Regions from separate parts of the Mus musculus genome. Here region 2 is linked to region 1. A link is a contact called in public HiChIP or PLAC-seq data. All regions are on one chromosome and are shown on one strand. The core of a region is the stretch at or near the end of the contact, and the rest is flanking DNA. Distances in the headings are between cores, read along the strand shown. Region 1 overlaps Kdm5a (lysine (K)-specific demethylase 5A). Region 2 holds the start of Il17ra (interleukin 17 receptor A).

Region 1 (5,598 bases), core at 1,312-3,811:
CTGGCAAACTCTGCTTTCTTGAGACAGGGTTCCTCTGTGTAGCCCTGGCTATCCTGGAACTCACTCTATAGACCAGGCTGGCCTTGAACTCAGAAATCCACCTGCCTCTGCCACTGCCTCTGCCTCCCAAGTGCTGGGATTAGAGGCGTGCACCACTACCATTGCCCGGCCAAACTCTGCTTTCTTAAAATGATAAAATATATGACAAGAATGAACAGCCAAAAGAAACTCTCAAAGAGAAAACTGTACTCACTTCCTAAGTTAAGTCCTGTAAGTAATGATGAATGTCTGTAATTCTAGCACTCAAAGAGTAGAAGCAGAAGGGTCAGGAGCTCAAGGTCATTGCTACAAGCATGAGCTAAATGAGAACCCTCCTTTTTAAAAAACAAACAAACAAACAAACAAACAAACCTTTTTCTTTAAAAAGTAAGAAAACTGAGTTTTGTTCCTTTGTTATAAATAAAGATAAAAGATTAGATTTCCTTCAATCATTAGATAATATTTAGAAGTAAATTGATCGGTTAATGTCATGAAATACCACCAATCCATTTTACCAAATATAACTTTGTTTTGTGATAATATTATGAATGCTTTTTAAAATTAGTTTAAAAAACAGTTATTTATTTTTTTATTTTATCATTTTGGGTTTTCCAAAACAGTTTCTCTGTGTATGTAAGAGCCCTGTCTGTCCTGGAACTCTGTAGACCAGACTGACCTCAAAAATCAGAGATCCATCTGCCTCTGCCCTCGAGTGCTGGGATTAAAGATGTGCACCATCATGCTTTAGGTGTTTTAATTACAACCTACAAAAATATATTCTGAAAGTGTATCTTGATACACGTCAGTTGTTAAATCAAACAGAATTAGCATGTAAACATGGAAGATATTTCAAGACAGTGGCAACAACTGCTTTAAGTAGGTTTAACCTTAATCCTCTGGGTCCTAGCATAAATCCACCGTTTGAAGACAAAGGTAACATAATTTATCTACATTTGAATCACCATTATACGAAGGGAATGCAGTAGCACATACTTATAAACCCAGAACCCGGGAGCCAGAAACAGAAGGATCACGAATTCAGTGCCAAACCCAGACAAATAAGCTCTGAGGGAATGTAGCTTAGTGGTAAAGTAAATTTATAAAGTGTACAAGGGGACCAGGCGTGGTGGCCCACGCCTTTAATCCCAGTAGTCAGGAGGCAGAGGCAGGCAGATTTCTGAGTTCGAGGCCAGCCTGGTCTACAAAGTGAGTTCCAGGACATGCAGGGCTACCCAGAGAAACCCTGTCTCGAAAAACCATAAAGTGTACAAGGCCTTGATTTCCAGCCTCAGCAGTTCAAATAAACAAACAAAAATAAAACAAAACAAAAAGTTTTAATGAGTGCCAAATGTATGTTGCAAACTTATACAGCAAATTCAAGGCCAGCTGCTACCTGAGAAATAGAAAAGGAAAAAACAAAAAACAACTCACTCTCAAAAGAAGAAAAAAACCCACCCACCAATATCTAAGCTAAGTGGTGATTCCATAGTACATTTTTTTTTCTTTTGGCTTTTTGAGGCAGGGTTTCGATGTATAGGCCTGGCTGGCCTGGAACTCACTTTGTAGACCAGGCTGGCCATGAAAAAATCTTTTTCTCATTAGCTTTGTTAACTTGGCACAGCCTAAACTCACCTGAGAGGAGTACATCAATTGAAAAATTTCCTAGATTAGACTGGCCTGCCAATGAAAGGGGACTATCTTGATTAATGTAGGCTGGCTAGTCTACGACCACCCCAGCTCCACCATGTGGAATGGCAAGATGGCCCTGCACTATACACTATACTAAAAAGACAGCTAAGCATCAGCCTGTCTTAGCCAGCAACAGGCATCTTCCAACGTTTCCACAGTATCTTTTAGCTTTGAATTCTTTGGCCAGAGATAACGAATGCTGTGTTTGGAACAGTCATGGGGGCTTCTCTTCAACTTCCTGCCTTGATTTCCCTCAATGATGAACTATGCATGATCTGGAACTGTAAGCTGAAATAAACATTCCTTAAGTGGTTTTATTACAGCAACAGAACAAAACTAGAACAGCTACCATTTTAAGAACTTGATTATTCTAGTTGAGTAGGAAGAATATAGAACAGTAGATTTGGGAATCACTGAGATAGTTCAGTGGGTACAGGCTCTTGCTACTGCTGGGGTTCAGGAATTGCCACTCAAACCACATTAACACTGATCTCAGCTAAGCAAAAATAATTTACTGAACACACACCTTAACTGAACATCCAGGACTGCAAAAAGGTCCAGAAAACCTAATGGTACTAGTCTGCCATAGGGCAGGCTTTTTTATATATAGGAAAAAACAGATTCAGGAGTTTAAAGGGGCAAGGAGCAGAGCAATTGGCTCATTGGGCAAAGTCTATCAGCCAACCTTTAAGCTGATTGGTCCTGAGTAAGCTAAGGGTGGGGATAGGCGGTGAGCAGGGAAATTTCAGAACAGTGAGATAACAGAGCATGAGTATTATAATCATAACTTTTTGACTTATTAGTAGCATTCTTCAGTGTCAGCGAGAAAAACCACAGTGAGCTCATACACAGGTTCAGAAAGGGCTGCCCGGGGAACATCTCTGACTCAAGCCATTTTAGACAGAACAGTTCATATTGACCTTTGACTTGATGGATCCTATGTAAAGGTTTGTGGAATTTCTTAAGATTAGCAAACCTCAATCAGAAAATACAGAACAAAACAGGGTATGTCCTTGAGCCAAGTCACTTCTCTGTGTCAATGACTGCCAGGCCTGTTACAGCAACAATATGAAATAGCTGACAGGCATAGAACCAAACGGCTACCGCTATTCTGGGGGAGTCAGACCATAACACTACCATGCCTGATGACCTGAATTCAATCTCCAGGATCCACATGGTATAATTAGAGGAAAGAATCCTACAAACTACAACACATGCATCATGGCAGAACAGGGCAAAGGCTGGGCACACAAACAAAACCACAAAAGAATCTAGGTCAATTTCTATCACTCACATGGCAGCTAACAACAAGCTATAATGCCTTTTTTAGGGATCCAGTGTCTCCTTTTCGCCCCTGAAGGAACCAGGAATACATATAGCACACACACATACATGCAAGCAAAACACTCATACACATAAAATAAACTGGAGAAATGGCTCATCCATTAAGAGCACTTACTGCCTGCACAAGACCCAGGTTTGATTCCACCCACATGGTGGTTCATAACCATCCTCATCTCTAGTTCTAAGGAATCAAAGCCCCCTTCTGACTGCCTCAGGTAACAGGCATGGACATGATGTACATATATACTTGCAGGCAAAACATTCATACACATTAAATAACTCTTAAAAAAAAAAAAACCCCAAACATTTGGAAATGATACTTCACACATTTAAGTAACGTGTGAAATCAAATACATATTTAATTTTGGTTTTTTGAGACAGAGTTTGAGTGAAGAAATCCACCTGCCCCTGCTTTTCTTTTCTTTTTTTTTTAATAAGATTTATTTATTATTGTAAATAAGTGTATTGTAGCTGTCTTCAGACGCACCAGAAGAGGGTGTCAGATCTCATTACAGATGGTTGTGAGCCACCATGTGGTTGCTGGGATTTGAACTCAAGACCTTTAGAAGAGCAGTCAGTGCTCTTACCTGCTGAGCCATCTCGTCAGCCCCCTGCCCCTGCTTTTCAAGTGCTGAGAATAATAAGGGCTTCTGCCACCACTGCCTGGTGAAATTGAATGTCTTAATAAAATCAAAGTACATATTAAAATCAAAAGTATATTTTAAATTGTGAAAATGACCACACAAAATATTTTGAAAAAATAATTCTTAAAGTCAAAAACAAGTTGGGCATGGCGGTATACACTTTAATGCCAGCACTTGGGAAGCAGAAGGAAATAGATCTCTATGTATTTAAATCCAGTCAGCTTGGTCCACACTTGGTGTGTGGTCCACAGAAGAGTTACCAAGTAATACTCTACTTTAAAAAAAAAAAAAAAAAAAAAAAGGCCGGGCAGTGGTGGTGCAGGACTTTAATACCAGCACTTGGGAGGCAGAGGCAGGTAGATTTCTGAGTTCAAGGCCAGCCTGATCTACAGAATGAGTTCCAGGACAGCCAGGGCTACACAGAGAAACCCTGTCTCGAAAAACAAACTAAAAACCAAACAACAAAAGTTTAAAAAGAAAATAAAATTAACAGTTTTTAGTGAAAAATAGGTTACTCAAATAGGTAGCTTTAAGACATAAAATATGACTCATACTTTAAGGATCCCTTCTTAATATTAAAGTTCTATTCAAAGTATAAACTCTAATTTGGCTATACTAGAAAATCTTTAAAAATGCCGAAGGAAGACACAAGAAGACTCACAGGCACACCATGCTCCATGAGCACATTTGGGTTCATGATGGTTACTAACTGATGTAGGAGATCAGGCTGGGATTCAAATAACTCAGGGGCCAGCTCCCTCATCACCTCCTCCAGTTGTTCTGCAGCATGAGATGGTACACCATACCATGTCTTTGGCTCGCCCCTAGCAAAAGAAATAACTGTTTAGCTAGGTAGAACATGGTACCAAATAAAGCCAGGGTCTTTCATTCAAATCCACTAAATTATAATTAACCATGCCGTATTCCTGGCCATAGGTTATATGCCCAGAAACTTGACATCCATCCCATCAATCAATGCTACTACTAATATGGTAAATAAGGCAAGGATATATGGACAGGTAAAATACACACTCATTGCCACTGGGCAAATAACCCAAAGTACATAAATAGGGGATCAGTAAAAGTAATTTTTGGAACAGAAAATAGATTACATGGAAACCATTGTTCAAAAGGATATGGACATAACTCTCTAGAACCTCAGAACAGGAGTCTTTTCTATTCTGATCAAATGGTTAAAGCAAAGAGTCAATGATCTCCAGGGTCCATATAAATAACTCCATTCAGTTCAATTTCGTCTCCATGGAAATAACCTAGTATTACAAACTACTCTAACTTTAAATATGGCTATCTTCAAAAAGATAAAACCAAAAATTAGGCATCATTAATCTATTATTATTAGAGCTCATTTAGAATACTCAGGAAATAGTACTGGTAGTTGGATGTAAACCTGGCACAAGCTAGTCATTTTTGAAGAGGGAAACTGGAAGATGTCCCCACCAGACTGATGAGTGGACAAGCTTGTGGTACATTTTCTTGATTTATGATTAATGTAGGAGGGCCCAACACACCATGGGTGGTCTAATCCTAGGCTGGAGGTATTAAGTGCTGTAAGAAAGCAGGCTGAACAAGCCATGAGGAGTAACCCAGTAATAAGTACTCTACTCCTCTATGAGTCAATTCCTACCTCGAGAATTCTGCCCTGACTTCTCTGGATGACTGATACAAGCTCTAAGATAAAATAAATCCTTTCCTCCCCAAGTTGCTTTTGATTATGGTGTTTTATCACAGTAATAAAACGGCTAAAATAGAAATGAATTTATTAGTCAAGCTATTTAAAAACTATTTGCATTTCCTAATTTTCATAATTCAGAAGACCACAGATGAAAGCTATTCCATTCCCTATAGGATTTACTGTAGCAAT
Region 2 (5,598 bases), core at 1,870-4,369, 67 kb before region 1:
TCCAGTCCTCTCATGATGGAAATAAAGCATACTTTGTCCACTAAAACGGTGTGTGTGCGCATGTGTGTGTGTTTAGTGTGTTAATATGTGTTATGTGTTTGTGTATATATATGGTGTGTATGAGTATGTGTGTATGGTGTGTATATTTGTGTGTGAGTGTGTGATGTGTGTCTATATGTATGAATGATGTGTGTTTGTGTGTATATGTATATGGTGTGAGTGTGTTTTTGTATGTGAGTGTATATGTGTGTATGTGTATGGTATATGTGTGGTGTGTATATGTGTGTATGAGTGTGTTTGTGTATATATATATATATATATATATATATATATGGTATATGAGTGTGTATGTATGTATGTATGTGTGAGTGTGTATGGTGTATGTGGTGTGTATGGTATATGTGGTACATATGGTGTAAATGGTGTGTATGGTGTATGTGGTGTGTGTGTGTGTGTGAGAGTGAGTGTGTATGGTGTATGTGATATCTGTGCGTGTGTGTGTGTGTGTGTGTGTGTGTACGTGTGTGTATGTGTGTGTGTGAGTATAGATGGTGTATGTGTGTATGTGGGGGTGGGGGGGCAGTGTTTCTCCTCTGTGCAGTTCTGGGAATGGAACTCAGAGACCACTGAGCCACACCCACAGCTCTAGCGTCTTTTAAAAAGGACTTCAAAGCCAACAGAAATGGAAGCCGTCGGCCTGTGGAGCCCAGTTGTCTGTGAGGCAATAGAGGAGAAGACAGAAGGGAGGCTGCAGAGAAATGTAGCCGCCAGCAGCTTCCCAAGTAAAGGAGGCTGGAAAGATGAAAGGCTCAGCAGTGAAGAGCACTTGTCCTACAGAGAGACCCAGCACCCATATGGTGGCTCACAACCTCCTGTAATTCTAGTTCCAGAAGATCCATGTCCTCTTAATTCCATGAACACCAGGCATACATGTGGCGCACTTACATATATGAAGGCAAAACACACATAAAACAAACAAACAAGCAAAAAAGCCCAAAAAACCAAAAACCAAAATCTAAGTTAAAAATAAAAACTGTGACTGGGTCATGGTACTTGGGAGGCAGAGGCAGGTGGAGTTTGAGGCCAGCCTAGTCTAGAGTGAGATCCAGGACAGCCAGGGCCACACAGAGAAACCCTGTCTGGAAAACAAAACAAAAACAAACAAACAAAAACTCAAAATAAATAAATAAAAACTAAAACTAAACTAAAACTCAACTCAAAATAAATAAATAAAAACTAAAAAAACTAAGACCCCCAAGATTTATGGCAGGGACTGTAGCTGAGGGTCTGGGTGAACTTCCACAGACCTCACAGCCTAAAATTTTGGCTCAGCTCCCACCCATCTCTCTCTGCTGTTCCACAGATGCCCCCATCTTCCACTTGACCCTGCTTGTTTCAGGTACCGTTCCACCAGTGAGATTTTTGAACGCTTTAAGCGAAATGTTTCTGAGGCTCCTGGTTTGGAACAGAACTGCTCAAATGTCTTTTCAGTGAGAAACAGCCCAGCTGGGGGTCATTTTCTCCTCCCTGGATTCTGCACACACCGATTGTGCAAAGCACTCTTGCAAGACGTTCCTACATCCAAGACAACTTCATCCTGGACACTGCAGTCCCAGGAATCATCTTTCTCTACTTTCAGTTTACTTGTATCGTGAGGCCCTTGGCAAAGGACTAGCCAGACACAAACAGCAATCCTCTATGTTTTGACACTTTGGCCCTGTCTGAAGATGTCACTCTGACTTTCCCAGTACGGGGAGCACTATGACATTTCCCAGCAGCCCTCAGACTTTTTTAAAAAACACAGTTTTTCCAGTAAAAATAGTCACCCTCTCCCCACCCTCTTTTGGTAAATCTACAAAATTAGATAAGAACTATCCTTTTGTTTCATATCCTCCGACTCAGCGACTGGACACAGTTCCTGGGGTCAGCTGTGGAAGTGGAGGGGAAGGGGCTGGAAAAACCAGTGGAGGAAGAGAAGGCTTGAAGGGAGACAGGGAGGAAAGTTTATGCGTGGAACAGACACTAGGTTTTGCACAGGTTCGCTGTTTTTTTGTTATGCTTTGTTTTGACAGTAAGTAAGGTTCAACCGCCAGGGGTGTGTCAGTTTCCTAAGAGCGCAGCGGGGCGTGGGGGTGGGGTGGTCCTCCCTGGCAGTAACAAACTGGCAGACTTCCACACATGTTAACTCAATTTTGGCAGGCTCGGTTCTGGGACACACGTGGTGGTGAAAAAAAGATGGGATGGACGGCATCTTTCAACCCACATCCTGTTTGATTCCCCTGGGCACTGGGCTCGCCCGCACTACCCAACCTGTGGGGACCCCCGAGGCCAGGCTGGGGCACCTGAGCATGGGAGAGCTGGAGGATTGACTGCTCAGGAAGCAAGGAGTTAGGGGCCAGTCCAGATTATTTCAGCTCCTGCCAAGGTTAGGTCCATGTCCATCCCGAGCTGCCAGCCTCTGGTGCCTCCATCTTCCAATTCCGAGGCCCAGACGGAATTGTCACCCCGCCTCGCGCTACCAGTGACTCCGCCGCCCGCGTAGTTTCCCTAGAACTCCCCCTCACCGCGACTCCACTCCCGGAGTCGCTGCCAGCGCGCCTCCACGCTGCGCCCATGCCCGGGACCGTCCTCCGAGCCCCTAGGGCGGACTTTCAGCCTCCCCGGGCCCGCCAGAGCCTGGGCCGTCCGCCCCTTCGCACTCGCGACGGCTCTCAGCACCTTTGACAGCCCTCCGCACTCCCGACGGCCCTCCCGACGCCCGCCCCTCTGACACCTCTTCACCACCCTCCGCCGTCCTCTCCACCACCCCCGACGGCCCGGGCATCCCCGCTCCGCCCGGCTTCTCTCACCTCCTGCGCGCAGACCGGAGCCGGGAAGTCGAGGAGGCGCGGGGAGGCGCGGCCCGGGGCCAGAACGTTCAGCAGCAGAAGCAGCCATCCCAGCGCGGGCCCGGGGACGACCCGTGGCCAGCAGCGCCGAATCGCCATAGCCCTCGGCCCGGTCGCGGAGCGCTCGCAGCTGGCTCCGCGCGACAGCGAGGGCCCGCGATGGCTTTCCCGGCCGAGGACTGGCGCTCGTCGGCTTCACACGGCCTCCTCTGTCCCGCTTCCGGCTCCCCCGAGGGCGGGCCGCTCGGGGCGGGGCTTGGGTGGGGGCTGTCCTTCCTCTGGCCCCGCCTCCGCCTTGGCCCAGGTGTGCTCCTGGCCTCTTTGGCTCTCCTTGGATGTTGCTCAGCTAAGTAAGATAGGAGCCCAGGAACCCGTTTTAAGGAGCCGAGCCCCGCTGTCAACTTGCTGTGGAGCTATGACTGTCCTCGCCATCGTACCCTCCCGGTTTACACTGATCTGTTTCATCATTTTAGTCTAATTTCCGACTCGGGACTCCAAGGAGTTTGTTTGCTCAATCTCCCTTTCAGTTTTTATGGAGAAACAAGCCCATCGCATCGTCGTAATGCTTATTTCTCGTTTTTGTTTTTTTTGTTTTTTCTACAAAGTTCTAGTTTTTGATGGCCAGATCATGTAGCTTAAGTCTCATATAGCAAGTCCATGAAACTATATTTTTTCCCTTTCAGCGTTGAATCATACATTTGCACACTCAAAAACAAAACAAAACAAAACAAAACAAAAACCCAACAAAACAAAACAAAACCCTGGACAGTGAATTAGTCACCTCATGGCTGGACTAAAGCAAACACGGCATTCTGTAACAGAGATGTGTGTGTGTGGGGGGGGGGGGGTAGCATTGCTAAGTATGAAGGGTTAAAAGTGGATCAGAGGAGGGAAACGGAGACAGCCTGTGTAGACAGCCAGCTCTTTCAAGGAGCCTCACTGTGGCCTCGCCGAGTGCAGTTTGGCTGGGTAAGGTACACAGCATAGGAAGGTTTGAGGCCAGGCTGAGGGCAGAGGCGTGGAAGGATGGGGGACTGAGCAGTACAACGGACAGAGTCTCTGACAAGGCCTGGGGATGCCCTCTAGAACCCCCTGGAGAGAAAAAAAAAATTCAAAGAAGCCACTAGGAATTCAAATTTCTCCAAGACTAACACTTCTTGTAATGAAAATATGTGCTCATGGTTGCACCGCTGCTAAAAACTGCATTCTGGGTATCAACCGCAACATCTAAGAATGTGAGGCCACGATCTGACCACCTGGAGTAAGGCACAGGACCCCTTAACGTTGGGAATAAAACCAAGCGCGACTCTCACTGGATGCGCTTATGCGCTCAGTAAGACACGGCTGTACACCGTTTTGCAGAAGGAAACTTTTGTCTTACTGAAACCCTTTGGCTATTTTCTCAGACCCAACAAGGGGCTCTCTCTTTATTACCAAGGTTCTTGGGAGCTGATTCCCATCTCGGGAGGTGTAGTCGCCAGCGGCCACGGAGAACTGGGTTCCCGAAAGGAAAGCTGGGGTTGGATAGGAATGATGACTAGAGAAGAATGAGACCAAGACAAAGATTCTGATCAAGGCCCAATGTTTAATCCTTGAAATTTAAAGGGGGGGCCCCATCCCCCACTATGCCAGGATCTCGTGGGAAGCTGCAGAAGTGGCAGGACAATAGACTTTACCTAGGTCAGAAGACTCCACCCTAGGTGGGCTAGCCTACTGCAGCAAAACAAGGTCTAATTCAGCCCGCCCAAGGCTGTGGAGGGAGGGCACAGGGAGGTACACCCTGTTGTCTTGTGGGCTTGGATGAGGACCCACACTCTAATTTCTAGACTGACAGAAACCCCAAACCAGAAGTAAACCAGGACCGCAAAGCTCAAGTTAGCACCACGGCATGAAGCACCACGCGAAGCCCGGCAGGAGAACCGCACTATAGAACACTGCCTGCTTTGGTGGCTGCGACATCCCTGAGGTTGTGTGAGACAGGCTGGAAGCATGTGCAGACTCTCATCTGAGGTTCCTGTCTCCCAAGAGGGACCAGAGACAGGGGGAGTGATTTGGGCAGGCGCAGGAAACCTCCATGTAGCCCTAAGGAGCCCGCTCTGGAGGATCCCTTCATGTGGCATAAGGTGGTCAGCACAGACTCACTTCGGGAGTGACCTCGGCAGGAATTTTACACGGACCCCCACCAGCAGCCACGAAGGACCTCGGTGACGCTCTCTGGGATTTTCACAAAGGAAAGGGGAGGATGAAGCCTCTGATCCGGACATCACAGCGGCAAGCTAGGGATGGAAAGGCAGGTTTCTTTTTTTTTTTTTTTTTTTTAAACACTCTGAGAATAAGCTTTATTAACTACTTTTCCAGGAAACAGATTCAGTAAATACAGCACTTTAGGAACATACTTGTGCTGTTACACAAGTCTGTTAAGTTTTTATGTACTCTTCAATGATGCTGATCAGGAAAACCTCTCATTGGTGGAATTACTTCTCCGGTCTCCAGAATTGTATCACCTGGAAATATCCTGGGTTTCGAGCTAATAATGGCGTATGGTTTAGTAGCCATATGATATTTGCCAGGTTTCATTTTGTGGAAAGGAGAAGAATAAAATATCTGAGACCAGTAAGAATACAATTCTCAGGGCTGGAGAGATGGTTCAGCGGTAAAGGGCATTGACCACTCTTCTTCAGGACCTGGATTCAATAAAGCACCAATATAG

The links. HiChIP or PLAC-seq counts read pairs in DNA pulled down with a chosen protein or histone mark.
Region 2: a contact with region 1 is called in an H3K4me3 HiChIP or PLAC-seq map of intestinal villus epithelium, with 7 read pairs. The contact joins the promoter of Il17ra here to the enhancer-like site in region 1. A contact is called at or near these places in 8 of 39 promoter capture datasets (the 3T3-L1 cell line, the C10 cell line, the HPC-7 cell line and 4 more), 2 of 484 Hi-C or Micro-C datasets (embryonic stem cells and muscle stem cells), 6 of 115 datasets of contacts at active chromatin or transcription factors (CD8 T cells, the HPC-7 cell line, bone marrow-derived macrophages and 3 more) and 3 of 9 other capture datasets (adipose tissue, liver and pancreatic islet).

The regions. Positions count from the first base shown.
Region 1 is chr6:120,393,029-120,398,626 of GRCm38.p6, reverse strand. It overlaps Kdm5a (lysine (K)-specific demethylase 5A), which reads right to left. Exons shown (of 28, transcript NM_145997.2): 12 at 4,378-4,540. Among named protein-coding and RNA genes, the nearest start is that of Gm24592, 15 kb to the right of the region's middle. Within about 2 kb of position 2,561, at least 11 of the 459 cell types and tissues checked have an H3K27ac peak or open chromatin away from gene starts, as enhancers often do. A contact at or near this core is called in intestinal villus epithelium, where this site is marked.
Region 2 is chr6:120,460,718-120,466,315 of GRCm38.p6, reverse strand. It overlaps Il17ra (interleukin 17 receptor A), which reads right to left and starts at 3,119. Exons shown (of 13, transcript NM_008359.2): 1 at 2,850-3,119. The coding sequence starts at 2,987.